Regions from separate parts of the Mus musculus genome. Here regions 1 and 2 are each linked to region 3. A link is a contact called in public HiChIP or PLAC-seq data. All regions are on one chromosome and are shown on one strand. Each heading gives the region's core, a stretch centred on a gene start, on an enhancer-like site or on the middle of the called end of the contact. The rest is flanking DNA. Distances are from core to core; before and after follow the strand shown. Region 1 has its middle 52 kb from the start of Gm34353. Region 2 has its middle 150 kb from the start of Gm34306. Region 3 has its middle 39 kb from the start of Gm34306.

The links. HiChIP or PLAC-seq counts read pairs in DNA pulled down with a chosen protein or histone mark.
Region 1: a contact with region 3 is called in an H3K27ac HiChIP or PLAC-seq map of double positive thymocytes, with 2.6 times the contacts expected there. The contact joins two enhancer-like sites. A contact is called at or near these places in 1 of 15 datasets of contacts at CTCF or cohesin (pro-B cells), 11 of 484 Hi-C or Micro-C datasets (the HL-1 cell line, the HPC-7 cell line, the MNK3 cell line and 7 more) and 7 of 115 datasets of contacts at active chromatin or transcription factors (the 230-238 cell line, DN3 thymocytes, the HPC-7 cell line and 4 more).
Region 2: a contact with region 3 is called in a RAD21 HiChIP or PLAC-seq map of pro-B cells, with 4 times the contacts expected there. The contact joins two enhancer-like sites. A contact is called at or near these places in 1 of 15 datasets of contacts at CTCF or cohesin (pro-B cells) and 1 of 115 datasets of contacts at active chromatin or transcription factors (the SCID.adh cell line).

Annotation. Positions count from the first base shown.
Region 1 is chr1:138,043,192-138,047,753 of GRCm38.p6, reverse strand. No RefSeq gene overlaps it. Among named protein-coding and RNA genes, the nearest start is that of Gm34353, 52 kb to the right of the region's middle. Within about 2 kb of position 3,028, at least 18 of the 459 cell types and tissues checked have an H3K27ac peak or open chromatin away from gene starts, as enhancers often do. A contact at or near this core is called in the HPC-7 cell line, the SCID.adh cell line, T-cell acute lymphoblastic leukemia and 2 more, where this site is marked.
Region 2 is chr1:137,615,189-137,619,642 of GRCm38.p6, reverse strand. No RefSeq gene overlaps it. Among named protein-coding and RNA genes, the nearest start is that of Gm34306, 150 kb to the left of the region's middle. Within about 2 kb of position 1,897, at least 25 of the 459 cell types and tissues checked have an H3K27ac peak or open chromatin away from gene starts, as enhancers often do. A contact at or near this core is called in the SCID.adh cell line and pro-B cells, where this site is marked.
Region 3 is chr1:137,804,660-137,809,295 of GRCm38.p6, reverse strand. No RefSeq gene overlaps it. Among named protein-coding and RNA genes, the nearest start is that of Gm34306, 39 kb to the right of the region's middle. Within about 2 kb of position 2,740, at least 83 of the 459 cell types and tissues checked have an H3K27ac peak or open chromatin away from gene starts, as enhancers often do. A contact at or near this core is called in the HPC-7 cell line, the SCID.adh cell line, T-cell acute lymphoblastic leukemia and 2 more, where this site is marked.

The sequences.
Region 1 (4,562 bases), core at 1,779-4,278, 240 kb before region 3:
ATATACACAATGTACATATACATATATTGTAGATATATTTCTATTGTACATATATAAAGTATGTATACAAACAGTATGTCATATATTTGAATAATAAACACACACATATGTATTCCTAAATACATAAGTATAACCTCCCTCTGTGTGACATAACTTGTATGGATATTTTAAAGGATGGCCATTTTGTTTTGGATAACCAATCCATGTGCTTTTCCTGGTGAAGACTATGCTAATGTGCATAGGGAAAGGCGCCAGGAGGCCTCTCCTGAACACATGGGACTGCAGGCAACTATGTAATGCTGTGTGGGGGAGAATAATCTTCCTCATAACTCCTTTGAACTACGGGTTTTACAGAACTCCATGAACAAACATACTACAAGCAGTGCTCAACTCTCCCTGTCTTCTCACACAGTCTGCTCACACTGAATTTCACACATATACCCCCCTCTTTGCCTTTGTTGCTTTGTGCCTACAGTACAATTGGTCCCTTCTAATAGTTCCTCCATTGCATGATTTAACCTCTGTTCCTGGCTCACCTTCACAGAGGCCACACTTCAGTGAGCACAGGCGAGGCTAGGGAATATTTTATTGAAGGTTATTTAAAAATGCAAAGAAGAAATCGGACTCTGTGATGTACGTTAACCTCTCGCTATTGAATAGAGTATTGAGTATTACTTGGTTGTGGGACACTGGCCTAGAAAATGACAAAACCTCGCACCAGGAGAAGAGAAATCGAGTTGGATGTTAGGGGAATTCAGAGAAAACCTTGAATGAAAGATCAATGAAGCGACTGGATAGTTAGCTCTGTCCATCCGTGGCCTATGCTACTGAAGACTTTCACCTGAAGGAAGCAACTGCTCTACCATCATTTGAATCCCCTTCAACAGGTGCTGACCTTACACAAAAGAGTTACACACCAAGCTTTAAGGTAAGAGGTATGAGTATCTTAAGTCAGCTAATAAAATACGACCCCTTAGAAAATGCCTTAGGAGTTGGGTTTTTCCCCACCCTTTAGGACTTGTTCAAAAACAAATATCTGATTAACTTCCATGCAATTACACATTAAGTGATTCCACCCCACCCAAATGATCACATGGTTCCGTCAAAATACAACACCTACTACAAATGTAATGCTCACCGGGTCAAAGAAACCCATTCAGTGACTTCATTACTGAGGAGACCTTTAACATTTTATTTGATGAGAAGCTGCATTTTATGGGTGAGATTATCTGTGTGTGTGTGGCTTTCCCTGGAAAGATAAAAAGAAATATCTATACATCCTAGTTAAAACCACAAACAGCACATTCTGATTACTTTAGTGAATCAGAATTTCTCAGGACAGCATAGGTGACTACAGGAAGCTGTCCTGCCAAGAGATCATATCACAGGTACTTGCTCACCTCTTCTATGGTGGAAATTTGAATTCTGGCAAAAGGGGGGACCTTGGAAGGAACTCCTAAGAGTCTTGTCACCTTTCATCCATATGATATCAGTGGTTCCAGTCTTAGGAGGCTTTCATAAGGCTCAGTCCAAAGGCTTTGCTGGACTTTTAGCTTAGCATAAGGCATAAGACTTCAAGAAGGAGTCTTCTGTCCAACCAGGAGAAGCATCCATTTTCAATAATCACTCACTTTGATAGAAGAAAGCTTCTAAGTACGTGAGAACTAAGGGGTGATAAGCAAAGAATGACTTCAATGTAGGATTAAGAAGAGAACCAGTTTGCACATTGGAAAGTTTTCATGTTGAGCTAGCCCATCACACAGTACAGCAGATATTTTAATCCCATCTCAATAGAAAAACATCTAATTTTAAAAATTATATATATTCATAATTCCAACTCAGGTGTGTGTATATATATGCATATATGTACATATACATATATATGGATATATACACATATATGTACGTATATGTACACACACATATACGTACATATACATATATGTACACACACGCGCGTGTGTGTATATATATATATATATACCTGAGTTGGAATTATGAACCCAAAAAGAAGCACTGATGTGTTCATTAAAAATGAAAGTATCATCTCATCTCTGAAAATCCTGTATTAAAGGACACTTAAAGATCACCGGGATCACAGCTGAGGGCTGATAAATGTACCACAGAGACCCTGGGTTTATTTACATACTTGTCTCACAGGTTTCATCAGGGACTATAGAGGATTTTTTTTTAGAGAGAGAGAAGAGGAGTTCTTGGAAGATGGTTAAAAATTTTTAAACAAATCTGACCTCACTAAATTATAAAATCTAAAATGTTGGAGAAAATAAATCTCTGAATTTCCCTAGGAAATGAGTCGTTACTGAGCTGGAGGCAAGATTCCAATCTCAGCTTAGGTGGAGGCAGAACAATTATCTGGGACATAATGACAAATGTTGGCTATTCTATCACATTCTGAGAATAAGTTTTTTTTTAATGAAACATAAAGTTGCATAAATGTTTATGCATAAGTATTCTAGACAGCAAGTAGACAACGTCAGCCCTGTTAGCATGTGATCATAGATATAAGATGAGCACATTGCATAATTATTTTAAACTTTTCCTACTGTACATGGGTTACCTGTAAACAAAACAAAGTATTATGCTTATTCAGTTTTTAAATTTGGATTTGAGTCTTGTTATTTAAATAGATGTTAACATACTTTAAAACACATTTTTAATTTCAAGATGAAATTATCACTTCAAATAATTTTCAAATGAATTCTATGGAAGGAGCTTTTCAAGTCCACAATAAGTACAATAAGATTGGACTTTTTGTCAAGAACACTTTGGAAATATATATTTCCTGCTGACTGAAGGCTGAATGAATATGTTAGAAATAATATTTGATTCTACTGGTCTATGCTTCTAGCTTAATTTCAAAGGACACGGAATAGTACGAATATACTCAGAGATAATCATGTAATGAAACTTTTTTTTTTTTTTTGCGCAGATATATTTGCTGTTCCTCGCCCCATGTAGAAAGCATAATGACCACCAGGGTGCGCTAAAACCTTTGCAATAGTTTCCTTCTGCTGGTGGGTGGGGCTTCTAAGTATTCCTTTGTATGGTGCTTTTTACGGGTGTGCATGCATATTGTGTCACTGATATTGCTGACAGGAATGGCACTCTAAAATAAACTAAGATTATTCCTGTGGGATGAAACACTTTAGCTTGAATTTTGTACAGTCTTCCCAAACAGGACCAGCATGGCATTTCCAATTATGTCTCATGGGAACCTACTGCTGGATCACTCTCTGACATGAGGCACCCAAGAGTGAGCGACACTTATGGCCAGTGTTTCCTCACATAGCTCTCCTATCTGTCATTACATACAATACTAGCCTCCCTGCAAAGTGTGTGTGTGTGTGTGTGTGTGTGTGTAAATGTGTTCAAGTGTGTGTATGTGTGCAAGAGTTCTGAGTGCTTCTGTGTATGTGAGTACAAACGTGTGGGTAAGTGTATGTGACTAGAAGTGTGTAAGTTTATGTGTGAGTGTGCCTGCAAGAGTGTGCATGTGTGTGAGTGTGTGTGTCAACACAGGTGTGCGTAAGAATGTCGGTGAGTGTGTTTGCAAATGTGTTCATGACAGTGTGTGTGATTCCCACACTAGATCGTCTTCTCTGACACAAATTTTGCAATGTTATATATATCAACCTCATTTATTTGTCAGTCTCAGGATTACATCAAGAGCAGTCTCTTGTCATGTGCCTCTTGACACTTTAAAACTTTATCAAGCCTTCCTTGCCAAAACCTTTAGGAACCTATGGAATGGCAGGTGGAGCACAGGGAAGACTATGGAGAGTCCTCTCTGGGTGGTTTTAGAAGCAGGAGAGTGACTTGGGTCAAAGTACAATAGTAAATAAGAATCGAGGGCAAGGCAGGCTTTGGAGAAGCGAGTGTTCATAAGTCTCTTTGTGTGCCACAATTTCCAATATGGTGTGACTTCTGGGGGGGAGGGGGGAGTGTCCCCATAACTGCTTCCAGGGGAGAACCCAGTTCTGTCTCATGCTGTGTTAGGGTTGTTTATTGTCTCTCTGGAGCCCCCAGTTTAACTCTGTTGGGCTGATGACCAACAGAAGTTCTGCCTCAACAGGCTGGCCGACAAGTCCTTTCAGAACTATCCAAGCATTAGACTTTTTTCCAGCTCAAATATCTCCACAGTTTAGAAAATAACAAAAAATGAGTGAAAATGAGGTGAGAAAATATTAATTGGTGACAGCTCCAGAATAGTGTTGAGGACATACCACACTGAAAACAACGCTCGTGTTTGCTCCGTTAACTCAGCCCTGCAGAACACTCTGGCACCCTGTTCATTTGCACTGCGATCCCGGTCTTCTGTGACCTTGCTGCTGCCTCTCCACTTTGGGGGTTGATCTTCTATGTGCCTCTGTTTCTTTGCCCTTATGTAAGAGGGAGGGCAGCGGTAGCATCTCCTCAAGGAACCTGCTTGATTTTGCTACTCTGTGCTTTGCAGTCTCCCTTTAATATGTGTGAGGCTCATTTTCTCGATGAAACACTTGCCTGGAGATTCTAGTTAACCTTGGCTTTTTGTTCACGTGAAT
Region 2 (4,454 bases), core at 648-3,147, 190 kb after region 3:
ATGCACTGTGAGTGGGTCTCTGAGGGCATTTCTTGGAACACAGAGTGAGTGGCTCTGCTGGGCTGTACAAAGATCTGAGGGAAATGGGGATGCTGGCCCACCTTGTTCCTGTCTGGAAAGAATGTGAACTTGTTGTTGCTGCTTCTGTCTTTCACTGATTTTGGAAGCCAGCTCTTTTGGCCTCAACAAAACTGAAGACCCACAACTCTTGACAATCCTCCAGACCTTCAGAGGTCAAGTCCCTCAGGCTCCTGGACTGGGCAGCTCCAGAGTGCTCATTCTCTCCAGTGTGAATACAGCTATTGTTGGACTACTTAGACTACAGCACGTGAGCCAATCTAATAAATTCTCTTTTAATACATGTTTATTCTTCTCTAGAGAGCCATGACTCAATGGTGTTAAGAACATCTCACAGTACTGTGTGACTATTATCATTATGCATCCCCAGAATGTATTAAATAGTCTTAAATAGAAATTCTGTATATCCCAGGATTAATTCTCTATCCCTTCACTTGAGGCTGCTACCTAGTCACTCTGAGATTGGTGCATCTCCATTATCTCTTGTGAGTTGTTCATTTGCCCTTTTGTGTCTGTCTTTTTTCATCTAGATAATTCCTTCAAAGTTCAAACAAGTGGTTTGTATTAGAGCATCAATCACTGATGCTGGGGAGATGGCTCTGGGGAAAAGAGTGTTTGTTACACTAGCATAGGTAGCCAAGTTTTCATGCCTAGCACTCATGTGAAAAACCTAGGCACAGGCACATGTGACTAGAACCCCAGTGCTACCTGGGAGGTAGAGGCGGGAGAATCACTGAAGCTTACTGGTCAGCCAGCTTAGCCAGAAAAAAAAAAAAAAAAGGAAAAAACAAAGAACAAAAAACAAAACCCAAAACAACAACAAAGCCAGAAGATTCTGGGTTAACTGTTCCAAAGAAATACAATTGGGAGTGATACAATATCGTGGCAAATATTATTTGGGTGGGGGGAGATCCTACCTACCTTAGATCATTTCATTATCAAATAAAAGACACAAAACCTTTGTCTTTATAATAAACCTTAAAGCATTAGAGCTGGGTAGATATCAACCCCCTATGCTATTTTGTCTACTCCCCTGCCTATGATCCCAATATTACTTGCCATGTTCTGCTTGGGCTGCTCCTACTCCATCTGGCTGTCCCTCATGGCCATATGCTCTCCATCCACCTACCTCATGGCGCCTTCTTCCTTAATTCTCCTCTCTTCTTGTGCTCTCTGCCTCAGACACAAATGGGAATGAAAGCCCACCCCCTATCTACCTCTTCTGCCCAGCTACAGGCTATAGGCATCTTTATTCAACCAATAGTTTACATCAAGGAGCAAGGTTTGCACAACAAAAGCTGGTATACGTGAGAATTCACTTGTCTTGAGGCAACTAGATCTTAGGATACAGAATCCGGCATTACAGTACATAGCAATAGACCAAACCTCAACAATAGGATAAGGTGCCCTATGTCTTCCTCTGGCCTACTTGATATATGCATAAAGAAGTATACCCTCCTCTCACAAATGTGCAATGCACACGCACACACACACATGCACACGTGCTTATACCACATATATACACATTCACCCCAAACATATACTCACACATGCATATATCACATATACACACACATATGCTCCTCATATACATGCATTACTAGACACATACATACCCCATACATATACACACATGCACCCCATACACATATGCACATACACACAAACTTCAACACTTTTATAAGGCTGAAGTATAAACCTCTGTGTACAGAGCACTCTGTGACTGTCATTTGTTCATCTGCTGACATATAGTGAGCTACTTCTCCCACTGGCTGTGGTTGGTAATACTCCTGCACGTGGGAGTGGGATTCTGTTTGAGTCTTTTCTTTCAACTCTTTTAGGCATTTACTTTACCTAGGAGTGAATGTCTGGATCACACATTAGTTCTATTTTTAATCATTTGAGCAGCTGCCAAGCTGCTTCCCTCAACAGCTGCGCTCCCCTACATTGCTACCAGCAACACAGAGAGTGACAGTTCACATCTTTGTCAGCAGCCCCGGGTTTCCACCTTTGGGTGCTAGCCTCTGCGTGGGTATGGAGTGCTAATTCACGGTGAATTTCATTTGTGTTTTTATAAGCATGAGTGAGGTTGGGGTCTTCCCAGTGCTTCGCAGGTCATTCCCAAGGCTTCTTGGCAATGAGATCTGCTTCAGACCTTTGTCCACTTTTGATTGGATTTGTTATTGTTGTTAATTTACACACACACATACACAAACATATACAAATACATATACTCTAGATATTGATCCCTTGATATTGAATGATATCTACATTTTCTCCATTTGATAAGTTATTTTTCTACTTCCTTGATAGTGTTCTTTTTTACATAAAAGTGTTTTGAGCAAGTCTGGTCCACCTGTTTTTCTTTGATTGTTTCTGTTTTCTTTGTCATTTCAGGATATTACCGAATCTGACCTCATAAAAACATTACCATGTTTTCTCAGAAGAGTTCTTATTATTTAGCCTGTTCACCCCTGTGAGGTGCTTTTTTTTTTCTTTTTTTTTTTTACATTTTTTATTAGGTATTTAGCTCATTTACATTTCCAATGCTATACCAAAAGTCCCCCATACCCACCCACCCCCACTCCCCTACCCACCCACTCCCCCTTTTTGGCCCTGGCGTTCCCCTGTACTGGGGCATATAAAGTTTGCAAGTCCAATGGGCCTCTCTTTCCAGTGATGGCCTACTAGGCCATCTTTTGATACATATGCAGCTAGAGTCAAGAGCTCCGGGGTACTGGTTAGTTCATAATGTTGTTCCACCTATAGGGTTGCAGATCCCTTTAGCTCCTTGGCTACTTTCTCTAGCTCCTCCATTGGGAGCCCTGTGATCCATCCATTAGCTGACTGTGAGCATCCACTTCTGTGTTTGCTAGGTCCCGGCATAGTCTCAAAAGAGACAGCTACATCTGGGTCCTTTCGATAAAATCTTGCTAGTGTATGCAATGGTGTCAGCGTTTGGATGCTGATTATGGGGTGGATCCCTGGATATGGCAGTCTCTACATGGTCTATCCTTTCATCTCAGCTCCAAATATTGTCTCTGTAACTCCTTCCATGGGTGTTTTGTTCCCACTTCTAAGGAGGGGCATAGTGTCCACACTTCAGTCTTCATTTTTCTTGAGTTTCATGTGTTTAGCAAATTGTATCTTATATCTTGGGTATCCTAGGTTTTGGGCTAATATCCACTTATCAGTGAGTACATATTGTGAGTTCCTTTGTGAATGTGTTACCTCACTCAGGATGATGCCCTCCAGGTCCATCCATTTGGCTAGGAATTTCATAAATTCATTCTTTTTAATAGCTGAGTAGTACTCCATTGTGTAGATGTACCACATTTTCTGTATCCATTCCTCTGTTGAGGGACATCTAGGTTCTTTCCAGCTTCTGGCTATTATAAATAAGGCTGCTATGAACATAGTGGAGCATGTGTCCTTCTTACCCGTTGGGGCATCTTCTGGATATATGCCCAGGAGAGGTATTGCTGGATCCTCCGGTAGTACTATGTCCAATTTTCTGAGGAACCGCCAGACTGATTTCCAGAGTGGTTGTACAAGCCTGCAATCCCACCAACAATGGAGGAGTGTTCCTCTTTCTCCACATCCTCGCCAGCATCTGCTGTCACCTGAATTTTTGATCTTAGCCATTCTGACTGGTGTGAGGTGGAATCCCATGGTTGTTTTGATTTGCATTTCCTTGATGATTAAGGATGTTGAACATTTTTTCAGGTGTTTCTCTGCCATTCGGTATTCCTCAGGTGAGAATTCTTTGTTCAGTTCTGAGCCCCATTTTTTAATGGGGTTATTTGATTTTCTGAAGTCCACCTTCTTGAGTTCTTTATGTATGTTGGATATTAGTCCCCTATCTGATTTAGGATAGGTAAAGATTCTTTCCCAATCTGTTGGTGGTCTTTTTGTCTTATTGACGGTGTCTTTTGCCTTGCAGAAACTGTGGAGTTCCATTAGGTCCCATTTGTCAATTCTCGATCTTATAGCACAAGCCATTGCTGTTCTGTTCAGGAATTTTTCCCCTGTGCCCATATCTTCAAGGCTTTTCCCCACTTTCTCCTCTATACGTTTCAGTGTCTCTGGTTTTATGTGAAGTTCCTTGATCCACTTAGATTTGACCTTAATACAAGGAGATAAGTATGGATCGATTCGCATTCTTCTACATGATAACAACCAGTTGTGCCAGCACCAATTGTTGAAAATGCTGTCTTTCTTCCCCTGGATGGTTTTAGCTCCCTTGTCGAAGATCAAATGACCATAGGTGTGTGGGTTCATTTCTAGGTCTTCAATTCTATTCCATTGGAATACTTTTCTGTCTCTATACCAGTACCATGCAGTTTTTATCACAATTGCTCTGTAGTAAAGCTTTA
Region 3 (4,636 bases), core at 1,491-3,990:
GAGTTATTTTTTCCATTTTCCATTAAGTTAATTAAGAGAAGGTAAAAACTGGAGAGATGACTCAGTGGGTAAAGAACTTGCTGAGTGAACGTGAGGATCTATGTTTGGATCCTTAGAACTAAATAGAAGAGGGGCTTGTCAGTGTATCTGTTATCCCAAAGTTTCTCTCAAAGGAAGGTGGAGAGACATGGAATCAGTTGCTTGCTGGCCAGCTCTCCTGCTTTACACAACAAAGTACATAAGACTGTCTCAAAGAAGGATGTCTTCTAACTTCCATATGTGAATGAGGCATGTTCACATTTGCACTCATACTCAAGAAAACACACACACACACAGAGGCACATGCACACAAACATGCACGTGTGTGTGCACAAAGATTTTTAAGAAGTGTGCAGGCATATAAAAAATTAGTAAAATATAAGCTCTAAAATTTGGTGTATTTAAGTAAAAGATAACATACTATTTTTCTGTATGTATTTACTAAATATAGTATGTATCTTGTAATTCTTCCATGAAATAAATAATTATTTATGTGTTAATATTATCATCACTGAGGGTTCTATTATAGTAACAACCATTCCCAAATGGACATACATGTATCTATTTTTTTGTGTCGTTAATCATTGTCTAACGTAATTCTGTGTACTTTCTAGAAGAACCTCCATAATAATATATCCATCACACTAGCGTATTTTACTTTATATATGAGCTGAAGCAACTAGACACTAGTACAAGACATACTTCAAAATATTTGTGAGGAGTCTTTATGGACTTTTAGGGGAGTGATTTTGTCCTGATGAAAGAACTAAGTATTTCAGCCCAGAGACAAGAGTCCATTTAGATTAGAACCAAAGAATATACAGGACTTTAGGAGGAACAAATTGGTTTGGTATACTCCAGCAGAAGGGATAATCCTATCAAAGGTCAAGCTACGCTATGAAACGATATCACTTTAAAAAAATTATGATTGCTCTATAGTTGTCCCCATATATCTGATTATACTGTAAAAGGTTTTACTGCTGGTGAGTAACAATGCCAAATATTCAGAGAAAATATGTCTTTGCTGGGGCTGAACTGGAAAGAATATCATGAACTTTATGGGACAGAACAGGAAGAGTTCTCAGCGAGAGATCGAGGCATTTTTTTTTTTTTAGAGGAGTAGTAGATACTGAGAAACAGATAATTCAGTGATTATATCACCCCACACAAACAATCCTATGGGACATTAATTATTGGTTCACTTTACATATTAATAGATCCCAAAACTCTTCATAGCATCGGAGGTGCTTCTAGAGGCCAGAGTTGGATACCACTCTGGGGGAGTTCACAGCATTGCCAAATCAAAGTCTATGAGAAGACTTGGGATGGAGAAATCTGCTTGACTACATCAGAAAGAATGTAGGAGGAAACAAATGCTGACATATTGGCAGCTGTGTATGAGAGACTCTGTTGATGAGAAAAATTATCCTTCTGTGGCATATTCATGCTCTGTGGGTAGGGCAGTAATAAACACCAACTTGTGCTTCCACCTCTTCTTGGGACAGTCATACTTCTCCATTTGCTTCAGCATCCATGCTTGCATGAAGATATATTGGATAGTGTCATTCTCTGCATAGCAGATTTGGAAATCAGGATATACTTTGATCCAGAAGTAATTCTATTCTAACACTATTAAGATAAAATCTTTTGGAAATGACCTAGACATTGATGACATAAAGGCAAAAATTACAAAACAAGATTAGTGCCAAGGGCAAGATATTATATATAGACTGATATTGAACTTTAGTAATTACTTGATTTATGAAAAATGATCCAAGTTAATTTCATGTTTTAAAAATCAGTGGTTAAAATTATTTCTAAATACTGTTTTCGAATACTTTCTTTTTAAGAAACATGGGTATGATATTAATAATTTGTTCTTGGAGTAATAATTAACATGGAACATTTTTATTTTAAGTAAATAAAAAAAAATCCTTCGATATTAGACAAATGCAAAGGCGTCTACTACCCAGAGCAGTGGCACCGATCACTACCTTGTAGGGAATTTGAAACAGACAAGGGTTTGTTTTTATTTGGGGTGTCATCTGCTAGTATTTGACAGTTGTACTTTTAGGGTCAGATGAAAATTGTTCATCAAAGGTCAAGTCCTGTGAGACGTTATCAGTCTCACAGCCTAGGGAACAAAGATTTGTGAGACTCGTCCTGAATGCAGCTTCTATGGAGAGGTGGAAGTGGTAAGAAACCGTTGAACCAGTGGTTAAGAAGGTAGGTCTTGTGGGCACTGATGGGAAACAGTCGTTAGGGGAAAGCTGCTTCACCACACAGGAAACAAAAACTCTTGAAAGTGTCCAGCTGTGGAAGATGAATTTACACAGATAACATTTGAAAGCCAGTGCATGTACTAAATTGGTGACCGAGAACGAACGAAATGGAGAAGGGGAGGAGCTACCAGGGCCACTGTGAAGAGAAGGTTGTTGCATGCAAGACCTCTCAGTGCTGTATGGATCACATATTTCCACGTGTCCCTCTAAAATAATGCTTAAAAGCCATTTCCTCAGACATAAAATCCAGCGACTCTCAAAAGATCCCGAAAGAAATGTCTCAACCAAAGCCATATTTTGTAATTGAATGGAACCTTGAAAGTCTTAGAATGGACGTGTTTATGTCAAGGTTAGCTATACACCAGCACTGGACGTGAATACACATGCATACAACAGAGCATTGCCATCATAACAGCGGTAGAGTAACAACGCTTCTCATTTGCAGGGAGCTGACACACTTCCGTGATTGCAAACTGTCGGGAAACTTCTATGATCTCTGGAATTCCATTCACAGATGACCAAGGAGCAAGCCCAGCCCGGAAAAGCAGAAACACTTGGGGCAGATGGCAGGGCTCAGGTTTGGACCTATCTGTGATGATGCCTGAAGATGTGGTGGCTAAACAGTCCTCACTTGCTATAGCATTTGGAAGCAGGGGTTGTTTAGTTCCCACTTCCGCCTCTCTCTCTCTCTCTCTCTCTCTCTCTCTCTCTCTCTCTCTCTCTCTCTCTCTCTCTCTCTCTCTCTCGTGTGTGTGTGTGTGTGTGTGTGTGTGTGTGTGTGTGTGTGTGTGTGTTGGGGCTATTCTCTAATGGTTGAACCATCACTGCAGTGTTCCTCCCATTTCTGTCTTTGTTTGCTTCCTCTTGGTGTTTCATAGACATTCTCTGCATATTTCATTCTTTGGAAAAGCTCTCTGGTTTTGCACATTACCCTATACCTGCTGTTATTGGTATTAATATTGTTTTATGTTATTTGAACGTTTACATAGAGTCAGTTCCTGTTAAACACTGAAACCAAATATACTCCAGCAATAATACTGTGGTTGCACCTCTAAATTTTACCCACATATAAAATCATTTGTTGTTTGCTTTGAAATGTATGAGGAAAAAAAAAAAAGAATGGTGAAGAAGTGACTTAAAGATTAAAGCAAAGTCCTTAACGATGCAACACATTTTCCTGTATTATTTTCTATACACCCAATGCATCTGTAAGAAGTTTAGTGTGTTGGTAATTCCTTAAAGGTGCACAGGTGTTACCACTAGGTTAATCTCACACATCTGAATCTGTCAGCTCCTAACTTGAGCACTTGCACACACACAAGAGCAAGCATACTCATTCTTTTTCCCTTCTTGGCTGCTCCTTGAGACCCCTTTCTTGATGCTATAGTCTAGCAGAAACTTAGCCAAATTGCCATTTCAGCTTGAATAAAAATGGTAAGCAAGGGGATCCATCCCATAATCAGCTTCCAAATGCTGACACCATTGCATACACTATCAAGATGTTGCTGAAAGGACCCAGATATAGCTGTCTCTTGTGAGACTATGCAAGGGCCTAGCAAACACAGAAGTGGATGCTCACAGTCAGCTATTGGATGGATCACAGGGCTCCCAATGGAGGAGCTAGAGAAAGTATCCAAGGAGCTAAAGGGATCTGCAACCCTATAGGTGGAACAACATTATGAACTAACCAGTACCCGGGAGCTCTTGACTCTAGCTGCACATGTATCAAAAGATGGCCTAGTCGGCCATCACTGGAAAGAGAGGCCCGTTGGAGTTGCAAACTTTATATGCCCCAGTACAGGGGAACACCATGGCCAAAAAGTGGGAGTGGGTGGGTAGGGGGGTGGGGGAGGGTATGGGGGACTTTTGGGATAGCATTGGAAATGTAAATGAGGAAAATACCTAATAAAAATATTTTTTAAAAATGGCAAGTGAGACTTTTCACTCTTCCTTTCCCTTCTCACCGGTCTAAGTCCTTCTGGAAGAAGACTGCCTGTCTGTACACCTGCCTGCTCCACCATTTTGTTCTTCAGGTTCTCAAAGCCTGCCTCAGTTCACCTCAGACATCTCCTTTAGTTCCTGTCACTGTCCCAATTACTTATTGAACACCAGGAAACCAACCACTTTGTCCTTCTTATAAGTACTTTCAAAACTTCCCAGACTATAAAAAGAATTTTTTGTATTGGTGGAGGGACTTAATAATAAATAATTCCCATGTTTTGTACCATGGCGTGACAGCAATAGTCCACACCTCCTCATGCTGTGTGGTCATTTTGGATTAGTAGTGATTTCTCTTCTCGTAGTCAAAAGGAAAG